Linked DNA regions of Macaca mulatta: region 2 is linked to region 1. Evidence: chromatin contacts called from public Hi-C data. All regions are on one chromosome and are shown on one strand. Each heading gives the region's core, a stretch centred on a gene start, on an enhancer-like site or on the middle of the called end of the contact. The rest is flanking DNA. Distances are from core to core; before and after follow the strand shown. Region 1 holds the start of NDUFB3 (NADH:ubiquinone oxidoreductase subunit B3). Region 2 holds the start of CFLAR (CASP8 and FADD like apoptosis regulator).

Evidence for each region. Hi-C and Micro-C count contacts between places; a contact is called where the count stands out from the background.
Region 2: a Hi-C map of fetal cortex germinal zone shows a contact between it and region 1, with 1.5 times the contacts expected there. The contact joins the promoter of CFLAR here to the promoter of NDUFB3 in region 1. A contact is called at or near these places in 2 of 14 Hi-C or Micro-C datasets (cortical neurons and fetal cortex germinal zone).

The regions. Positions count from the first base shown.
Region 1 is chr12:106,173,269-106,177,101 of T2T-MMU8v2.0, reverse strand. It overlaps NDUFB3 (NADH:ubiquinone oxidoreductase subunit B3), which reads right to left and starts at 1,802. Exons shown (of 4, transcript XM_077957356.1): 1 at 1,738-1,802; 2 at 325-404. HYCC2 (hyccin PI4KA lipid kinase complex subunit 2) reads left to right here and starts at 2,128. Exons shown (of 12, transcript NM_001194005.2): 1 at 2,128-2,187.
Region 2 is chr12:106,216,111-106,219,612 of T2T-MMU8v2.0, reverse strand. CFLAR (CASP8 and FADD like apoptosis regulator) reads right to left here and starts at 1,471. Exons shown (of 10, transcript XM_015110713.3): 1 at 1,363-1,471.

The DNA of each region.
Region 1 (3,833 bases), core at 553-3,052:
AATGTTTTTAAAAGAATCTTTATAGCCACATTGTTTATTCTATCTCCCAACTGTAAACAACCCAAATGTCCAATTACAACAGAAGCGATTATGGTATAGTCACACTATATATTATACAACCAAAAACTACATGCAAAAGTATGATTGAATCTTCACAAATATAATAATGAGCAAGGGGTGAGTCAGAAAAAAAATACACATGCACTCGGATCCTATTTATATAAATTGAAACGCCTAACAATTCATTTTTTTAGGAATTCATCATAGATGGAAAAATTAAAGTAAAACAAGTGAGTGCTTAGCACAAGTCAGGATAATGGTTACCTCTTGGTGGAGGAGATGGAATCACAGAAACATACAGGCAGCTAAGGCAGTGTTTTTCAACCAATTTTTAATTATTGTCCCTGTAAGGAACCTTTCTAGACATTTTATTCCTAATCACGACCCTCCCACCATGAAAATTTAACACTACATACACACTATATATGTTTATATACTGTGGCCCTTTGGAGGGACACAACTCATTGTAGTAACTAAGACCTACTACCCCAGCCCCACCAATTTTCACCCCCCTGAAATGCAAAATCACCCCTGTTAAGAATGCATGTTCTAAGGTATTGGCAATGCTTTCTTTTCTTTTTTTTTTTTTTTTGAGACAGAGTCTTGCTCTGTCGCCCAGGCTGGGGTGCAGTGGCCGGATCTCAGCTCACTGCAAGCTCCGCCTCCCGGGTTTAGACCATTCTCCTGCCTCAGCCTCCCGAGTAGCTGGGACTACAGGCGCCCGCCACCTCGCCCGGCTAGTTTTTTGTATTTTTTAGTAGAGACGGGGTTTCACCGTGTTAGCCAGGATGGTCTCGATCTCCTGACCTCGTGATCCGCCCGTCTCGGCCTCCCAAAGTGCTGGGATTACAGGCTTGAGCCACCGCGCCCGGCCGGCAATGCTTTATTTTCTAATTTAAGAGGTGGTTACGGGAGTGTCTGCTTCTGTTAGTTATAATTTTAAAAAATGTATGTTTTATACACCCTTCTGTATGTATACTTGACAATAAAAAATAAAATTAGAAAAATTGACTTAAATTGTGCTGAGGACTGAAAAATGCTGGTTATTTCCGTTTCAGAGCAGCTCAAATAACAGTAAGGAAATTAATTAAATAAAGAAAAAAACATGCAACCAAAAATTTAAAAAGCTATCTATCTGTGTCTGAAGTGAATCTAAAAGTCTGATGAGGATCAACTTCCACTAAAGGAAGCTGGCTCTAAGAAGATGTGTGCTGGTATCCTTTCCCTAAGAAAGAAATAAGAAGATAATGCCACTTCCACTACGTGCAATTTTAGTTTACCGAAGACTACCAAGTATATATCTTAACTTCCTCGTATTTAAAAAACTGTGATTATATGAATATTAGGAAATAACAAATGAACTGTTTTACTTTTAGTGATGCTGTTCTTCTGCCTTTGTTCTATTCAAAGCCAAACAAAGACAATTTTGCGTGTGGCAAAGGCGGGAAAAAGCACTTTTATGTAACAACTACAGTAATGCTCACTGAATCCTCCAATCACCCCTCCCTACCCCAACTTAAACTTAGACTTCATTAGTTCTCGCCTGCTAGTTCTTTGATCTCCCTTCCAGCCTCCCATCCTTCTCCATTTATTTAGTCTCTCCTTTTCTACACTCCCCAGAATAGAATCTAGCTCTTAATCCTAATCAACCGGTCTCCCACCAACTCCCTAATTTACCTGAATTCAATCTGACCTCTCAGGACACTCAACTCTGCAACCGGAACCAACCGGAAGCGGAGGTTGTCACCTCGAGTTTCTCACGGCAGGAAAGCGGAGAAGCCGCTTAACGTTCCGGTACTGGGTTAGAGATTCCTAAATCAGGAAGAGATTACATGAAGGAGGCTGGAAGTCGATTATCTTCCCCACATATGTGCATCTTCAATCTGACTGAGGTAACAGATACTGTAGAAGAGAAAAAGGCGGGGAAGAGAACATGTTCTTCTTCCTTGGGGACGGAACCCTTAGACACCGCACAGGGGGCAGGGCCGCGGACATACTGAAGCCAATCAGGGAGGCTGTTGTTGAGCGCGTGCTCTCACCCAATGAAAGGGTTGGTTGTTGCGCTGCAGTTGGCAGGCTGCTGCGGGAGGCGGTGGCAGTAGGAAGCCGGAGACAGCAGGGTGACAGGTAGGCGGTGGTACTGTCTTTGGGGGACGCAAAGTGCTAGGTGAAGAGGGTTTTTCTTCTCCTTCGGCCGCGGAAACTACAGAGGGTAGCTGGCGTGGGTGGTCTGGAAAGGCGGTAGTTGGTGTGTTGGTGGTCCCAGAACCTCTCGTAAACCAGGTAACATCTTGGGAGGGTCCTGAGGAGGAGAAGGCTGCAGCCGAGGCGGGTGGAAGCCGAGCCCTGTGGGGCGACGTGGGGGCCCACCTAGGGCGTGGGGGCTGCGCTGGCGCCAGCAGAGAGGGAGGAGAGAGGCGGGAGCAAGGCGGTGTAGTGAGGGCTGAAGGGATTCCTTGCACAAAGCCCTAGGCGAGAAAAGGACACGGCATTGAAGACAGCTAAGAAATCCCAGTGATTGCTTCTTAGGGCTATTTCCTGGGGGTGGTGAAGGGGAGCGGAGAAGAAAAATATTTACGGGCGGTCAGATCCTGAAAACTCATTATTGCTGTACATTATGTAATCTTTGGCGGTTATTTACCCAAACAACTAGGTTGCCCCTCCTGGGAGAGAAGGTCTTTCAACCTATTAATGTATTAGAACACTTTTTTCTTTGGCTTGAGTGTCTTTTACCTTGGCAGGTTCTGTAGGCGAAGGGTGGTAGCATGGAGGATAGAGTAGTCACGAAGAGCTTATCCCAAATATGGACTTGACTTGACAGATACTAGGTTGCGATGAATGTGGTTCATGTTTTGTAGTTTGCAGGTTCATGTTTTGTAGTTTGTGAATTTATTTGAGGGTCAAGGCTGACAACATTTAAAAAAAATCTTCAGGAAAGTGGGGATCCTTAAAAAATTTACAGTGGGAGCTAAGTGTAAGTTGGAAAATGAGTAGAAAATTAGTTGGCAGATCTCTTCCTCCCCCCAGGATATTGTGGAAGTTAGCAACTGTGCAAATAAGGTGGTGGTCTGAATTTGGGCAAAAAAGTCAATTTTTTTTTTTTTTTTTTTGAGACGGAGTTTCGCTCTTGTTGCCCAGGCTGGAGTGCAATGGCGCGATCTCGGCTCACAGCAACCTCCGCCTCCCGAATTCAAGCCATTCTCCTGCCTCAGCCTCCGAAGTAGCTGGGATTACAGGCATGCGCCACCACGCCCGGCTAATTTTGTATTTTTAGTAGAGACGGGGTTTCTCCATGTTGGCCAGGCTGGTCTCGAATTCCGGACCTCAGGTGATCCGCCTGCCTCGGCCTCCCAAAGTGCTAGGATTACAGGCGTGAGCCACCGCGCTTGGCCGAAAAAAGTCAACTTTTAAGTAGTTTGTTCTGTAAACAAGTCTGATAAGCTAGTTATGAATTATTAGGTTTAAAAAGTGGACTCTGAACCTCTCGGGCAGAGGCAAAATATATTTATAGATATAATTAACTAAATTATCTTATTTTTAAAAAGTTTTATAATTCATTGTTTCCACAATAAAATGTAGAATTAAAATAGGAATTCTATTCAGTATGTGTTATGGAAGGGCAAACGACATAAAAACTTGATTTTATAGCTCATTGAAAAACAATTTTCAAAGAAGCACTGGAAAATAATTTTAAAGGAAGCGTTATAAATTTCTAAAATGTAAGGTGTTTGAAATATTGTCTTTAGCTTAGGAGATAAGGTCTAATGTAGTAT
Region 2 (3,502 bases), core at 222-2,721, 43 kb before region 1:
ATTGCAGTTTGTTGATATTCAAAACGCTTTACTTATGCTATATGCTAACCCCCTACTGGTTTCACCCCTCATTGCTTAAGAACAAATTTCAAATGTCAACCAATTAAAACATTCGTAAGACCTCTGGCGTCCTTGAATTTACTTCCTACTCCGTGGAGCCAAAAACTAATTCTGAATTTCAGTGGCCTTTGTTCTACTGCGTGCCACTGTTAATATTAAAAGAACATGGCCTTCTGTCCAAATCCGGACACTCTCAAGTAAGAACATCTTGAAGTCATTTTACATTTCCCAGTCCTTTTGAAGCGGTGGAAAAATGGCAGAAACAGGTTCATTTTAAAAGGCTCTAAAAACGTTTCTTCAGTCAGGCATTCCCAGCTTTTCCAAGGCAAGCTTTCCTTGCACTTGGGCAAAATAGATATTAAACTGCTCTGGAAAATAACAGCCCTGACTAGGCTATTGTTAAATTCCCTACAGGGCGGCGGCTCCCACTGAGTGAGGTCGAACGCACACACAACTGTTGGGAAAGTCCACGTTCCCAACAACTTTCGAAAGGAAAAGTGCCAGATCTTCTCAACAGTTCACTCCAAGAATTGAACTCTCAAGATCATTTTAAGCAAAGTTTACACAACGCTGAGGACCCGCCACTGAAGCTCGCGGGTGGGCCTCTGCGGTTGCGGCTGCAGGGGGCGGCTAGAGTTAGCCAAGGTTTACTTCCGGTCTCTCAGGTCCATTGGGGTGAAGCTCGGACCGCAGTGGCCCAGGTCGCCCCTTTTTGGGAATCCGGGGCGGAGTTGCCAGCAGAAAGGGTTCGGGGTTTCGGAGCGGGGCGGAAGCGGAAGCGGGGGCATTCCGCTCAGCCCGCGGTAAACAACCGAGATAAGAAATCTACAAAACTGAGTCAGGTTCCAGAAGCGCCCCCGCCATCCCCTGGCCACTGCCGGCCACCTGCAGTTTCCCGGAGCGCAGGGCTGTGAGGAGCGGCAGGAGTGGGACGTGGGCGCGTGGGCGCGCGGCGGCTCAGGGCCTGCTGCAACGCTGACTCAGGGCCGGGCGTCGGGGCTTGGGGTCTGGGACAGCTCCGGCGCCGCCGGCGGGGGGTAGAGCGTGGGGCACGTACCGTCCTGTCGCGGCCGGACTCTCCTGCCGCTGACACCTCAGCCTTAGCTCCCCTAGACGCCCGAAAGGCGCACGCAAGATGGAGGCAAAGAAACCGAAAGCCTGGAAGCGGACTCGGAAGCGGACTCGGTGCTGGGCGATGGCTGTTCGCAGCGCTTCTCTCCCACACCCCCTCCCGTGGTCTTTGGATAGCCCTGGGCTTTGCCTCAGCTGTCACTGGACAAAAGTCCAATAGCCGGCACTCACTGTGTTAGGCCGAGTCCCCATCCCTAGCTCCGGGAGTCCTTTTTAGTTGAGACTCGTCGGTGAGGCTGCCAACTCGCTGTTTCCTGCTTTGGCTTGTGTGACTGAGTATGCAGTAACCGAGGGTGGATGTCGACATAAGTTCCACGCGTTAGGAGTAAACACTGCGAGGTTTTTTGGGGTTTTTTTTTTTTTTTTGCTTGCTTGCTTTCTTCTTTTTTGAGACGGAGTCTCACTGTGCGGCCCAGGCTGGAGTGCAGTGGCGCAATTTCAGCTCACTGCAACATCCGCCTCCCTAGTTCAAGCTATTCTCTTGCCTCAGCCCCCCGAGTAGCTGGAACTACAGGCGCGCACCACCACTCCCGGCTAATTTTTGTGTTTATTAGAGACGGGGTTTCACTGTTGGCCAGGATGGTCTCGAACTCCTGACCTTGTGATCCGCTCGCCTCGGCCTCCCAAACTGCTGGGATTACAGGCGTGAGCCACCCAGCCAGGCGCGAGTGTTTATGATTTGATGTCTGGGAGTCATAGCAAACGTGAACGCACTTTGTGGTTTTTTTGTGTGTATGTTGTTTTTTGTTTTCCTTCTTGAGACAGGGTCTCGCGCTGTCGCCGAGGCTAGAAGGCAGTGGCGCCATCACGGCTCACTGCAGCCTGGACTTCCTGCGCCCAAGCCATCCAACCCCCTCAGCCACCCGAGTAGCTGGGACCACAGGCACAGGCCATCATGCCCGACTAATTTTAGGGTTTCACCATGTTGGCTAGGCTGGTCTCCAACTCCTGGCCTCAAGTGATCCTCGCCCGCCTCGGCCTCCCAAAGTGCTGGGATTACAGGCGTCAGTCACCGCGCCCCGCTAAGTTTTTATTTATTCCTATTATCTATCTACTTTATTGTGATTCTTAAAAAGCTTTAACTTTTCTTGAAATAATTTTAAACTCACAGGAAAGGTGAAGAATAATACCAAGAGAGACTAACTGCAGGACGGCATGAAGAGCTCAGGATTCACCCCTAGTGAAACTGAAAATTATTTAAAACAACAAACAACCATTAACTATTTTAAGCGTCTGAAATGGTCCTAAGGGCAAACAGCAAATGAAGAAACATGTATTCCAAAAAATCTATAAAAATTCTTGCATCAGAATGTGAGAGTTTGTGGTATTTAAAGCAAACCTCTGCCTTTGTGCAGCAAGACAGACTCCACTCCAGACGGCTGCAACTAAGAACCTCTGTCTTCCCACAGCTCCCAGTCAGAGACCAGCATGTCAGCATTTCTCATCTTGCCCCTAGCTACCTGATGCTGAAGCTAAATCCTGGGGAAGTGTGGTGGAGAGGTGGCAAAGTCCTTCTTCCATTCAGAGGCTCTACCTTGGGTGGAGTGCTGAGACACAAGAGGAGACTTTAGCTCTTTTTCTCCATTACTTTCACCCCATATTCACCCCCAACCTTTTTTTTTTTAATCTCTCCATCTTCCCAAGATAGTTACATTCTGATTCTGATTAATCTTCAGTACATATGCTATTACAATCATGTAAACGGTAGTCACAGCCAAGTTAATGTACCAAACTATGATTACTTTTCCTTTCCCACACAACTTTTAGTTTTTTCTGGAGTTAATAATTGTCTTGTTTTGTTGGTTTTTCCATGTAATTAAATACTAAACTGTTTGTCAGTTATCCAAGTTTGGTTTTTTGTTTGTTTTTGAGAAAGGGTCTCACTCCAGGCTGGAGTGCAGTGACCCGCTCACAGCTCACTGCAGCCTTAACCTCCTGCCTCCTGAGTTCAAGGGATCCTTCTGCCTCAGCCTCCTGAGTAGCTAGGACTAGAGGTCCTAGCATGCCACCATGCTAGGTGTGCCACTACAGGTGCCACCATGCCCAACTAATTTTTAAAAAATTTTGAGGCCGGGCACGGTGGCTCAAGCCTGTAATCCCAGCACTTTGGGAGGCCAAGACGGGCGGATCACGAGGTCAGGAGATCGAGACCATCCTGGCTAACACGGTGAAACCCCGTCTCTACTAAAAAAATACAAAAAACCATCCTGGCTAACACGGTGAAACCCGTCTCTACTAAAAAATACAAAAAACTAGCCGGGCGAGGTGGCGGGCGCCTGTAGTCCCAGCTACTCGGGAGGCTGAGGCAGGA